Linked DNA regions of Triticum aestivum: region 1 is linked to region 2. Evidence: chromatin contacts called from public HiCAR-type data. All regions are on one chromosome and are shown on one strand. The core of a region is the stretch at or near the end of the contact, and the rest is flanking DNA. Distances in the headings are between cores, read along the strand shown. Region 1 has its middle 19 kb from the start of LOC100136986. Region 2 has its middle 9.1 kb from the start of LOC123050226.

Region 1 (6,680 bases), core at 3,978-6,477, 160 kb before region 2:
ATTTATTGAAAAGCTAAGGAAAAACGGTGAAAAACCAAAGCGTCGAAAAAACACGGAAAAAACCGTTTAATAAGCCGAAAACGCGTGCGAAAAAATAAAAAAATAAAATTCGAAAAGTGCACCCAGAGCACGACACGTAGCGGATGGCTGAGAGCGCAAGTTAACTAGTTGCTTCACGGCGTCGCAAACTGACGTCTCCAGCGCCCCGTGCTGGGCCGACCCAGCAGTCTGTATTTCCTTCCGCAAAAAAGGTCTGCTTTGACTTCGAACCAGCGACCTAACGCGTGGAGGTTCGCTCGTACAATCACCCCGCCACGGAGCGGGATCTGGTAAGCTTCAGCCTTTCGTACTTTTATTCCCTTATTCTCTCTTTTCTTTTTTTGTTTTCCTTTTTTGCACTTTCATTTTCTATTTTTGTTCTGCCTGGTTTTTCCCTCATTGATATTTATTTTTTAATCTTCCTTAATGCCGGTGCTTTTTTCAAATCAATGATGCTGTATTCAAATTTGATGAAATTTTGTTTTCCAAATCAATGAACTTTTTTCCTGTATAAAAAAAATCAATGAACTTTTTTTAATTAGTCAACTATTTTAAAAGTTGATTATTTTTTGGAAATTTTCTTTATATCAACGAATATGCGAACTTTTCTTTAAATCTATGAATTTTTTGACATTTGATGAACTTTTTTTCAACTCGATGAACTTTTATTCAGATTTGTGAACTTTCTTTCACATTCGGTGAACTTTTTTCAATTCAATGAACATTTTTCAAAAGTTGATGAACATTTTTCAAAAAATGATGAACTTTTTTAAAAATCAATGAACATTTTTTCAGATTCGATGAACATTTTTCAAAATCAATGAACATTTTTCTAAAATCCAATGAACTTTTTTCAAAATCAATGAATTCTTTTTAAAATCAATGAACTTTTTTTGAAATGAATGAACTTCTTTCAGATTTGATGAACCTTTTTTCAAATTTCATGAAATTTTTCAAAAAATCATGAACTTCTGTTCAAAATCCGTGAACAATTTTGAATTTGTAAAATTTTCCATTTTTTTGCGATTTTTTCTTTCATTATATTAATCAACGTGAAGAAAGTTGTATGTATGTTAATGTTTTGTATTAAAAGTGTGGTTGAATAGGATTCCCTATGTTAATCAACAAACTGAGCCTGTCTAGTGGGATGGCTCGAAGTTGTGGACTTAGGCGAACAGGGATCGATTCCCTCTTTTCTCGAATTAATCCTCAACGTTTTCCTTCGCATTTGTTTTTCTCGACAGGTAGATTGGGCCGGCCCGCTAGGCACCGCGTGCGAGCGCCAGGAGCGCTAGGTGGCGCCGATTAGGAGGTCCCGGAATTGACTAGCAGCTTAGCTCGAAAATGAGATTTCTCTGGTTCAAAGAATTTATTGTTCTATAAAAAAGATGGCAGTACTAGAATTTTATATGATTTCTCCGATTAGACTGGGTTGTTTCATTGGGATTTGTTCTATGTGGGAACTTTTTAGAGTTAATTCTACACCCTCACTCTTTTCTCACCTTTGTCGGTACTACCCCATTTAAGGGATTTTTTTTTATTTGTACACTAGAATCTTATATATGGTTTCTCCTATATAGGCTGTTTCATTGCATTGATACAATCCTATATGAAATTTTCCTGGTTATTCTGCACTACATTTCACATGAAATTTGCACATGTTGAAACTTCCGAAATATCCTTTGCTTTCAACTTTCCCTAAGGTATGATAAAAGAAAGTTGGACATGACGTTGCAATCTTATGGTTTTTAGCAATCCCTTGCCTTTTGATCTTTGAATGAAAGATTCCCCGAAGTGCTCTTGAGAGGCGAAAGGGGAGGAACCCAGATCCCTTGCTCGGCTAATGACCGGATCAGCCGTCTCCTCCCTCTCCGGCTATCGTTGCCACATCGGAGGAGTGGAGAGACCATAGATCTGTGTCAGAGGCCAATATATAGTAGGGTTAGGTACTCCGGAGACGATGTCTAGGTGGTTGCGGCGACACTGTGGAATAAAGGTGTTGGAATTTTTACCCCATCTCGGCAAAGCCATGCGTGGCGAAATCAAAGTGTTTTCGGCGTTGTGGGCTTGGAGATCTGCGGATCCGTCGAGTCGGTGTTTCTCCAGGCGAGGCTGCTGTGGTGGAAGCGACGTCGCGCTGATGGAGTTTTTGTCCCCCGCCCTCGTCTTTGCCGTGGTGAGCTGTGCTTTGTGCTTGCTATGGAGGGTTGTGCTTGGTGCTGTAGGCAACGGTTGCTCGTCGTCCAGCGACTTTGCGGTCAGGAGTTTCTGGGCTTCGGATCTGCTTGTTTGGGTCGGTTGTTTGCAGCTGCTTGTGGTGGTGCTATGCTGATCCATCCAGTGGTGGAGCTTGACTGCAATGTCGGGCGGGGGGAGGGGGCGCAGAAGCAAAGTATACATGTGTTGTAGGGGCTAATGAGAATACTTTGTTCTAATTATACCCCCCTAAAAAAATTTCCTTCAGGAATTTGTGTTGGGTTGGGGGGGGGGGGGGCACAACCCCCTCGCCTATACACATAGCTCCGCCATTGGATCCATCGTCGCTCCAACGTGCTGTTCCGTTTAGAACGAAGATGGAGACTTCCCGTTTGTCAATAGATCGTGCGCATGTCCAAGGATTCTCGCCGGCTCTGGAAGGGAGCGTCGGCAGTGGCGACGACGGTACGCCCTCGTCTCGTGCTGATCAGTTGTTGGATCTGTTCCTAGGGATTCAGTTGTAATTTCCTTTCTTTCTAGGTTGTTGTACCACTTCAAAATTTCAATATAGATTTGAGCTCCTCTTCGCAAAAATGTAAAGGAAAAGATAAGAATAAAAGATGCCCTGACCATAATTAAAAATAATTTCTGATCATTCCATTGTATACCTAATATCAAAGGGAGGCGTGTTTCTCTGATTTTTGGTCCGCTCACCGTCGGAAAGAAAAAAAAATCTGTCCGAGGTGGTAATAAATTTTTGCATGTCCGTCTGCTATAAATGAAAAAATGGCTTGTCAAGAATTTCTTACGTGGGCTGCGCACGCTGTGGCTCAGTCAAGACAGCCCACTTATTTTCGTCAAATAATCGAAGATTCGCACGGGCGCCTAAGACTAGGCCGACCCGTTTTCGGTTTTTATGTGTTGTTGTCTATTTCTCTATTTATGTTCCTTTCTTTTTTTTTCTTTACAGTTTCTTGTTTTCCTTGCAAGTTTATTTTCTTTTCTTGTTTTTTAAATTCTATATTTTAGTAAATAATTCATAATTTCAAATTTTATTCAAGTTTTCAGAAATTTTTCAGAATTCCAAAAAATGTCTATTCAAAAAATATTTAGAACTTTAATTTTTTTGTTTCTTCAGATTTTTTTAAATTCAAAAAATGTCATCATTTTAAGGAAATATTTGCATTTTCTTAAAAAATCGAAAATTTATAAAAGGCATTTATTTTTTTCAAATTCGAAAAAAATCATGTTTTCATGAAATATTAAAAAATGTTCGCATTTAAAAAGCATTTTCTAAAATTGTTCTGAATGTTCAAAACATACTTGCAGTTTGAATAATTGTTCACAAATACAAAAAGTGTTCATCTTGTTTATGAAACATGCATGTTTTCAAAAAAAGGTATGTTTATTTCAAAAAAAATATCATTTAGAATTTTGTTCATGCTTTTCCAAAAATGTACAGAATTTTCAAAAAAAAATTGCATTTTTAAAAATTGTTTGGGTTTTATAAAAATCTTCATGTTTCTAAAAATTCGATAATTCATAGTTATTTTTTTATTTTGAAAAGTTAAAAAAGAATCAACAAAAATAAAGAAAATATTCCGAATCTTACAGTGCGGTATGTTCTTAAATATTCACGCTGGACATGGATTAGCAGGACGTGTTTGTTCGAATGGCTAGCAGGACATGATCGGGTCTTTGAAGTCGTGAGTTTGATCTTTAACGCACCTTTTTTTTATTTTTGTACTAATGGCTTACAAATACAGGCCGTTTCGGTGCCTGCCAGTGAGCTGGCCGAGATAAATCCTTATAAAGAAAGGACATTTATGTATGTTTGTGCGCTAAATATGCTAGAGGTACTGTGGTATCCCCAGCCCACCAGGGTTCAAGTCCTGTTGCTCGCATTTATCCTTGGATTTATTTTAGAATTTCCGGCGATGCGCATTCAGTGGGAGGAGACGTTCTCGTCGACGACGAGGTGCCTACGGCGACTTCGTAAAGTTCAAGATGATATGCCGGCTCAGTCTTTCGGAGGTGCTCATAGGGGTAGGGTGTGCGTGTGTGCGTTCATAGGGATAAGTGTATGCGCGTGTATATGAGCGCTTGCGTCTGTACTGTGTTCAAAAAAAGAATATGCTAATGAAATGAGATTTATTCGCTACGGTTAGCAATCCATCCAGATACGCTGTTGTATGAGAGAGTGCTCGAAGCAACCGTGCCGCGAAGGTCGCCGGGCTGCCACAACCCGAAGACAAAGGTGTACCCAGAGGAAAAAAAAGACACTAGTTGGGTGGTCGCCGTCACGCCGACAAACCCCACCATTATCAAGATCTCAGAGGAAAACACACGAGTCAAGAGAAGACCGCAGCTCCTCGCCGCGGGCGCCGTTTTTTATGGACACATCAATTATCTCTCTCGTTGTCTCTCATAAAAACAATTCTCTCCCGTTACAACGCGCGGACATATGTACTAGTAACACTAAAATCTCCTCGTAATCATGTTGGTGGACTAAGAACACCAAAAAAAGACATATTTGTGCTAAATTCCCATGAAAACAAGCAATTCAAGATCTAAACCTCTAAATAACCTCGAGAACACGATAAAATATTGAAGTTATTGCGTAAGCTCTCATAACGCTAGAGGCCTTCGATGCATTTTTGCTACGCTAAATCCCCATGAAGGCATGCCATCTGCAGTCTAACCCGCTGAATCAATTCGAAAACATGCTACCAGTCTCTCGTTCAGGGCCGCAGCTCTAGCCGCCAAATCGTGAAACGATCACCTTCAGCGCAAGACATCGCCTTCGTAAGCCCAGCCGACTGAGAGCTGCGTCCGGAAAAAACCAAGACCCGAGACAAACCGCACTCACGTTTCCTCGTAATTTCCTGATCGAGTCCTCCAACTTGCGCGCGACTATTCGTGCGTGGGCGCATGCATCCTACTGTTCCAGGATCAGTCCGGTGTCAGACAGATGGCGACCTCGCGTTCTACTAGTCACATGTGACATGTTCTTCCCTGCATCCTTGACTCACCAAACATTTTTCGTCTGCACGCAGATAAGTCGTAGCGAATTAAGTGTCTTTGCTGACTAATCTCACTGGATGAACACGTACGACCGCTCTACGCGCCGCTCGCGGTTCGATCCATTCCAATTAATCGGTCGGATGTACTACTACCACTACGTGCGTGTGCCTGATCAAGACTTGAGACCGGTGGGAGCAAGTGAGTGTGACTCGGAAGTTTCTGCGAATTCCAATAATGAAAGATCTTGCTGGTCTATCTCAATGCTTGGCTGGGGTTGGAATTTGGGGCGGTTTGGTTTTAGGCCATGCATTGTTATATTTTGCCACACATTTTTGCCAAGATTGTCTAAGATTAATTCAACAAATGAGAGACACAAGTTGGCAAGCCTAAGTGAATCTTGCCACACATTTTATGTGTATATCATGTGAGGCCCTAGTATGGCTTTACGTAAGATGTAGTTTGAACCGAACACTCATCTAAGTTGATCAAACCTAGCCTAATCTTAATGTGACAACCTTTGACAATCTTAATCACAAACCAAACTACAGTAGCATACAGCAGTAGCCTGAGCCTCTTTCCTTACACAAAATACTACTACCACGTACTAGCTTCTATAATCCCACGATATGGACAGTTATACGACCTCCATCATTTGTTAACTCAAGATTCCCGTTCCTCCCGTCCCTCCCGAGTCGCCCCTGTGCGGCGGCTGGGAGGCCTCCAGATCCCGTCGTCCCCGACTCCCCCTCTCGTCGTCCTCCTCCCTCGCCGCCGCCCAAGGGCGCGGCCAGGCAAAGCCTTACCGTTGCCGGCGGCGGCGGGGACTAGGTGCCCTCCCGCTCGTGAGGAGCTGGCGCGGGCCGGCGCCCCCGGGCCGGAGCGTGGCGTCCGGCCGGACGTCACGACGGGGGCTGGCGGCGCTCCGGCGATCCCATTCCCCATGGCAGGCGGCTTCAAAATGTGGGGCGCCACGGTCGCCATGGACGACGGCGGCGTGACCAGATCGGCGGCGGCGCGGCCAGATCTGGGCTTAGGCGTGAGCTTGGTCTCCGGGTCATGGTCGACGCGATGGCAAGTGCGACACGTCGGCATCTTTGTCTGGTCCTTGACAACCCGGGCAACTCCGGGGAAAACCCTAGATCTCCATGGGATCGAGCGATGATGGTGCTCTTGCGCCGTAGTCCCTCTTCAGGGCATCGTTTTGGAGTTTGCTACGGTCGAAGGAACCAGCGAGGCCGGCGCCGTACGCCCGGTGGCGCAACTGCCGATGAAAATCGCGCCGACTACGGTCATGGCGAACGATGGCGGCGTCTTTGATGTCGTTTCCTTGTCGAGGCATCGTTGTCGCAGTTGGCGTCATCGGGCTCGGGATGCTCCAGGGGAAACCCTAGATCTGGGTCTCCCGGATCGGACGATGATGG
Region 2 (6,525 bases), core at 1,529-4,028:
TTCAAAGGAAAATTCCTTTGAAATCATTTAGTTTGTAGCAATTGATTTCTATTCCTATGCTGAATAGGAACATTAGTCTAGACTTAATAAAAAGAGATTATATTTCATGTATCAAATGACATCTCTTTTCGTATAGGAATTGAGTTATGTGTCATCTCACTTTCTACGCTTTTTCTATTGCTATGACATTCCTATCTTCAGAACCAAAGGAGGCCTAAGGAATTTCTAGCTGCTATTGAGGAAGCAACTCGCCAATTCCACGAAGGAACGAGTCCAGCTAAAGAATATGTTTATCATATCTGGCTTCAATCTTTTTCTAAACCACGCGGTTGAACAGTCCAGCGTTTGAACTTATGCTGCGCTGATCTTTCTCTTTCCCAAGAAAAGAAATGCCAAATAGTATATGCTCTCGGAAATTTCAGGCGGCTAGAGACTTAGAGAGTGATGATTATGAAAAAAAAATATACTTTTTCTACCGGCAGTTTTTTTACTACATTCTCCTTCCACATATATAGAGCCTAATACATTTTTTGAGGTTGCCATTGACTATTGATAAGATTAATAATATATGAAAGGTATAATGTGAAAATTATATCACTAGAAGCTCCTTGCACGTACGAATTTGATAATGTGCTTTGTGTAACTTGCATGTCTTGCTCTAACATGTGGTCAAAATTAATCTCGAAAAACGCGTTAGGCCTTATATACATGGAAGGGGAGTATTGTAGATAAATTACAGGATGAGGTAGAGACTTATGATCAGTCAGGGAAGATGGGCCGCATAGGGGAAGGTTATTAAGAAAGGGACACATCCTCGTGCCCCTCGTGCCATGCGCCCACATCGCTCACTTGGCAATGGACTCGGACGACGAGGAAGCGCTCGCCGCGCTGCTGGAGGAGGAAGCCGAGGCCGACGTCCAGGAAGAGGAACATCTCATGGTCCTCGCCGCCCTGCTGGCGAGCAATGAAAAGCCGCGCCGAGGTGGCTCGGCGCCGGGGCGGATGAAAGCAAAGAACCGGCATCGTCTCAAAGGCTACTACATGCTGTACTCCGACTACTTCGTCGATGCTCCACTGCACGGCGACAAAACATTTCAGCGCCGTTATCGGATGAGCCGATAGCTCTTCCTCAGGATTGTGAATTACATCCGGGAGTTCGACAACTACTTCAAGTGCAAGATGGATTGCACCGGCAAACTTGGATTCACCTCGATCCAGAAGTGCACGACAGCAATGGGGATGCTTGCATACGGAGCTCCCGGTGATTCACTCGACGACTATGAGCGCATGGTCGAGTCCATCGCCATTAAGTGTTTGTACAAATTTTGTCGGGCAGTGGTCGCAGTGTTTGGACCACAATACTTGCGAACACCCAATGCGGAAGACACTGCTCGGATCCTAGCACAGAATGCAGCAAGAGAATTTCCTGGGATGCTTGGAAGCATCGACTGCATGCATTGGAAATGGAAGAACTGCCCATTTGCTTGGCAGGGGATGTACAAAGGTGCCAAAGGCGGTTGCAGTGTGGTACTTGAGGCGGTGGCCACACAGGACCTCTGGATTTGGCACTCCTTCTTTGATATGCCAGGAACTCACAATGACATCAACGTGCTGCAGTGCTCCCCTATCTTTGCCAAGCTTGTTGAAGGTCATTCTCCTCCGGTGAACTTCGAGGTCAACGGGCGGCACTACAACAAGGGGTACTACCTAGCTGATGGCATCTATCCGAGATGGTCTACATTTGTGAAGACTATCTCAAACATTGTGCTAGGAGGCAAGAAGTCCCGCTTTGCCAAGGTGCAGGAGGCTTGCAGGAAGGATGTCGAGCGGGCATTTGGTGTGCCCCAATCTCGATTTGCTGTTGTCCGGTACCCTACTCAGACCTGGTCGAAAGATCAAATGTGGGAGATCATGACTTGCTGTGTCATCTTGCACAACATGATCATCGAGAGCGAGTAGGAAGAGACAAGTGTTTGACACTGAACCATACTACAGGCAGGGTCCTCTAGCCGAAGTTGATCACCAGCTACCGGCAACCTGGACTGCCTGCCTCAGTATGTGTCAGGAGATCCGAGACCCACAGGTGCATCATCAACTGCAGCAGGATCTGGTGGAGCACCTATGAAGGCTCAGGGGCAACGCCGGGATCGACGTGTGATGAAATATGAGTTTTTATTTGTTGAACTATATAATTTGTATTGAACTATTTGTTGTTCCACTATTTTGTTGAACTATTTGATTTTCTGTGATGAACTATGTGATAAAAAAGATATTTATGTTAAGAATTCAACGCCGAACCACGACGAATATGGGCCGATTCTCGCCCACATGGGGCCTTTATTCGCTGAAAGTGGGCCGAAAACTGGGCCAATATCGGCGCCTGGGGACGACGGCTGGATGCCCAACTGCCCCAGCGCCGATTGTACTGCCGGCTCGCCTCAGACAACGATTTTTATGCCTACTGGGGGCCAACGGCGAAGATGCTCTAAGTCAGAGAAAAATCCACGGAGACTTAAATTACAGGCTGAGGTGGAGACTTAAATTATGATCAGTCAGGGATGATGGGCCGCACAGGGGAAGACTATTAAGAAAGGGACACATACTCGTGCTCCTCGTGCCATGTCTTATCCACGCCACATCGCTCACTCTAACTCAGAGAAAAATCCACGGATGATGCTCGTGGCAAATCGAACCCGACCGCACGCATATACAGTACTAGTACCAGCATTCGCCCGCTCGCTGTCTGTCGAGTGTGGACTGAGCGCGGGTACCCGGTTCCATCCTCGGCCCGCTTCTCACCAACTTCCTCGGTCTGCCATCGCTTAATTGATTGACACAGCAACGCACCTGCGCAACTGCTATTGCCTACTGTTCCTTTAATCTTCCAACGGGCATGGGCCAAAGCCGTCACGGTCAGCTCGGCTGAATGTTCCAACGCGCGGAGAAGAATTCCAGAACGGCATGCTCTCTCTGGGGTCTGGACCATCCCGGCCGTTTCGTGGAAACGGAAATACTGCGCGCGTGTTCCACTGGCTGAAAATTAAACACGCACGCCGTTTGACCTGACCCGTCGTCGTCCCATCCCGATCTTCCGAATCGAAGATAGCCTGCTGTGTGGCTGCGTGGTTGAGTTGTTGTGGAGCGTGGGGTGGAATGGTTCGGCTCAACCAGCTTGGGCACTCTTCCACCAATCAGTTTCCACGCTTCTGTACTGTAACAACCAGGGCCCTGTAATCATCCTCGGTGCAGTCCGAGACGAAAAGTAGTACGTACGTAGTAACTACGAAATCTGGAAGAAAGCTGTTCGTGTACTACTACTTCTGTATGTAATTTATTTTTCTCTTTTCCCAAACGGAGGACATGCAAGGGTAAAGCAACAGCGTGCAAACTGAGCATTTGCTTTTCTCGCATGCTGATCCAACATCATCATGCAGACGAACTAGTCGATTCCATTTCTCGTCTCACAGATGAAAATGCTTCTCGCGACGAGGTCACCGTTCATTACAGGATCAGGATCGTTCCAGCATTTTAGTATCATTTCGCGGACATTATCAGGAAGCAGTCACAAGCAATTTTTCTCAGGGGCCAAGGAGGCTAATCCCCGCTCTGCAGCTGTAGCATGTAGGTCTGGGCTGTCTCTGACGCTATGCTGAGATCTAAAGTGCGTACAAAGCCACGGCTAACACGTGAGCTACATTATTTGATTCTTTATTACATTGCTCAATAAAAACCTTTCCCAAGTCATCTATCAAACTACTACATTCATCAAGAATTGGTGTTGAGATCATGAAATATCCTGTGTTGAGTTTAAGCGCTTCAACAACAACCAGATAATCCATTTGAATGAAGATCGCATCGCACCCAATGTTAAGAGCTAGTTTTAGTCCCTCCACGGAGACTAGAAAATGGGAACGAGTTCCATGGGAGAAAACCCAATTCATATTCGGCGCTAAAACCACAACCTGGCGCACCCCTCCCCTCCCTCCCTACCTCCGATCGATTCTTTGTGGGCTAGCCCATTCAAACGTACTTGATATATTCGATCGCTGGTTTTGGGGAGCTACACGAAGATTCTAAGCCGGTTTTCGGAAGCTTCAGGCGAGGATTTTATTTTATTTTTGTTTGTTTTGGTTTGCTTTTGTTCAGTTTTTTATTTTTTTTAAATAAGTGAACTTTTTCAAATTGGTGAAGTTTTATGAATTTTTGTGAACACTTTTCCTTCAATTCGTGAACTTTTTCTAATTTCTGAACTTTTTAACCACAAATATGCGACCTTTTTTCAAATTCATGAACTTATTGAATCCGATTTTTTTTCAAAATCAAAGGACTTTTTCCAAATTCACTATTTTTCAAAACACATGAACTTTTTCTTGGTTTTTCTGAAATTTTTAACAAATCAGTAACCTTTTTCAGATTCATGAATTACTTTTCAAATTCATGATTTTTTTCAAATTTGTAAAAATAAATCAGATTCATGATTTCTTTTTCAAAGTATGAAATCTAATTTTTGAATTTTTTAAATTCGTAAACTTTCTATTTTTAGTATTTGTTTTTGAATTTTATGAATTTTTCTGTAAAGTCAACAATCAACATAGGCCTCGGTCGACGGTCAATAGCGACCGGTCAATTGGGAACCAAGCAAACCTGAAAGCTTTTCTTTGATTAGCAATAGATCCATGAACAAATCCAGCGCTCGAAACATTGTATTGGGCCGGTCCATAAGCGGGATGGTGCGTAAACGCCAATTCCTCAACGGGCGCATAGGGCAGCAATTAGGAGAGGTCAACTAATACCCCTAAAAAATATGTCAACTAATTTGAGGTTGCCTCTTGCGATGGACCTTCAGGGGTCCTTTTTGGTGCCCTAGGAGCACGCCAAGTGGTGCGTCTAACCGCCACCACATATCACATGCTGGGGGCTTCCTCTGGGTTTTTTTAATTATTTTGTGTACTTGTTTTCGGGTTTTAGATGAGGGTCTTAGAGAGAATTTCCCGGCCTTTTGGTTTTCCCTAGGTTTTGAAGAGAATAGTTTAGGATTTTTTTTTGCTTGGAAAAAAATTGTGCTTCTACGAGAAACGCATATTTGCTTGTCATGGAGGCACAAATTTGTTTTCATGTGAAGCACAGATGTGCTTCCCGTAAAAGGAAAAATATATGTGCTTTCATGAGAAGCACATGTTTGCTTCTCGTGAAGGCACTGATTTGCATCCGCAAGAAGCACATGAGAAAAAATTATGCTTCCACAAGAGGCACAGATTGGCTTCTCGTGGAGGCACATATTTGCTTCCTCAAGAAGCACAGATGTGCTTCTCAGAAATGAAACATTTCTATGCATTCACGAGAAGCACAAATTTGCTTCTCGTGGAGGCACATATTTACTTCCAAGAAGCACAATTGTGCTTTTTGAAAAGGAAAAAAGTTGTGCTTTCACATGCTTCTCGTGTAAGCATAGATTTCTTTCCGCAAAGCACAATTTAGAAAAGAAACATGTGCTTCCACAAGAAGCACAAATTTGCTTCTCGTGGATGAACAAATTTTCTTCCGCGAGAAGCACAACTATGCTTATCAGAAAAAAAAAAAAAGCATGTGTTTCCACAAGAAACACAAATTTGCTTCTCGTGAAGGCACATATTTGCTTTGGCGAGAAACACATCAAAAATAAAAAAATTCTATGCTTCTACTAGAAGGTAGAAGAACAAATTTGCTTCTCATGGAGGCACATATTTGCTTGCGCGAGAAGCACAACTGTGTTTCTGGAAAAGGGAAAAAATGTGCTTTGTGCTTCTCGAAAAAGGGGAAAGGTAAAAAACATACTTCCGGCTTCAGAATTCTTTTTAAGGTTTTTTCATGAAAAAATTCTTCAAAATCTATCAACATGTGATCTAGTTTCGAAGATCTCAAATGCGGGAAATCCAACAATGAAAACAGTCAGGATTTAAACACACAGTTCAGGAGATAAAACATTTTAAATAAACAAATCCATGAAAACAAAAAAAGATCTAGGTTGCGACCTAAGAAGGTGGAAGTGACCTTTAGATAACCCTTGACCGGTGATTTCGCAATTAGGAGCTCTCGGGACAAAATGAAAAATGTCAAGCCTGGGTTGCCCAAGGCCAGAAATCTTCTTGTCTTCCTAGATCTAGTTGGCCCACTTCGCTTACATAGGCCGGACCCCAACAGTGAGCACTCATCCCCTCTGCAACATTTAGTAGCAGGACTAACATTGTCTAGGAAAACGTTGCAGGACGAACATTGCCTCAAACAAAAGTAGCGGGACTAAAAGAAATCTGCTTTCTGTTTCTTGAAGCTTCTGGAACCTTCTGCCCAGTTTTTGGAAGGTTCGAGAAGTTCTTTTTTCTTCTTTACTTTTTCCAATGTTTTCTCGCAAGTATTCCTTTTTTCAGTTTTTCTTTTGTTTCCTCTTTGTAAATCTTCTTTTTTATATTTGTGAATATTTTTCAACTTCGTGATTATTTTTTGAATTCATGGTTAGTATTGTTCAAATCCATGAATGGAATTTTATTG

What was found. HiCAR-type assays count read pairs that join an accessible place to other places.
Region 1: a contact with region 2 is called in a HiCAR-type map of leaf, with 3 times the contacts expected there. The contact joins two enhancer-like sites. A contact is called at or near these places in 1 of 5 Hi-C or Micro-C datasets (an unstated tissue) and 1 of 1 datasets of contacts at active chromatin or transcription factors (leaf).

The regions. Positions count from the first base shown.
Region 1 is chr2D:592,668,853-592,675,532 of IWGSC CS RefSeq v2.1, reverse strand. No RefSeq gene overlaps it. Among protein-coding and RNA genes, the nearest start is that of LOC100136986, 19 kb to the right of the region's middle. Within about 2 kb of position 5,227, at least 1 of the 8 cell types and tissues checked has an H3K27ac peak or open chromatin away from gene starts, as enhancers often do. A contact at or near this core is called in leaf, where this site is marked.
Region 2 is chr2D:592,501,579-592,508,103 of IWGSC CS RefSeq v2.1, reverse strand. No RefSeq gene overlaps it. Among protein-coding and RNA genes, the nearest start is that of LOC123050226, 9.1 kb to the right of the region's middle. Within about 2 kb of position 2,778, at least 6 of the 8 cell types and tissues checked have an H3K27ac peak or open chromatin away from gene starts, as enhancers often do. A contact at or near this core is called in leaf, where this site is marked.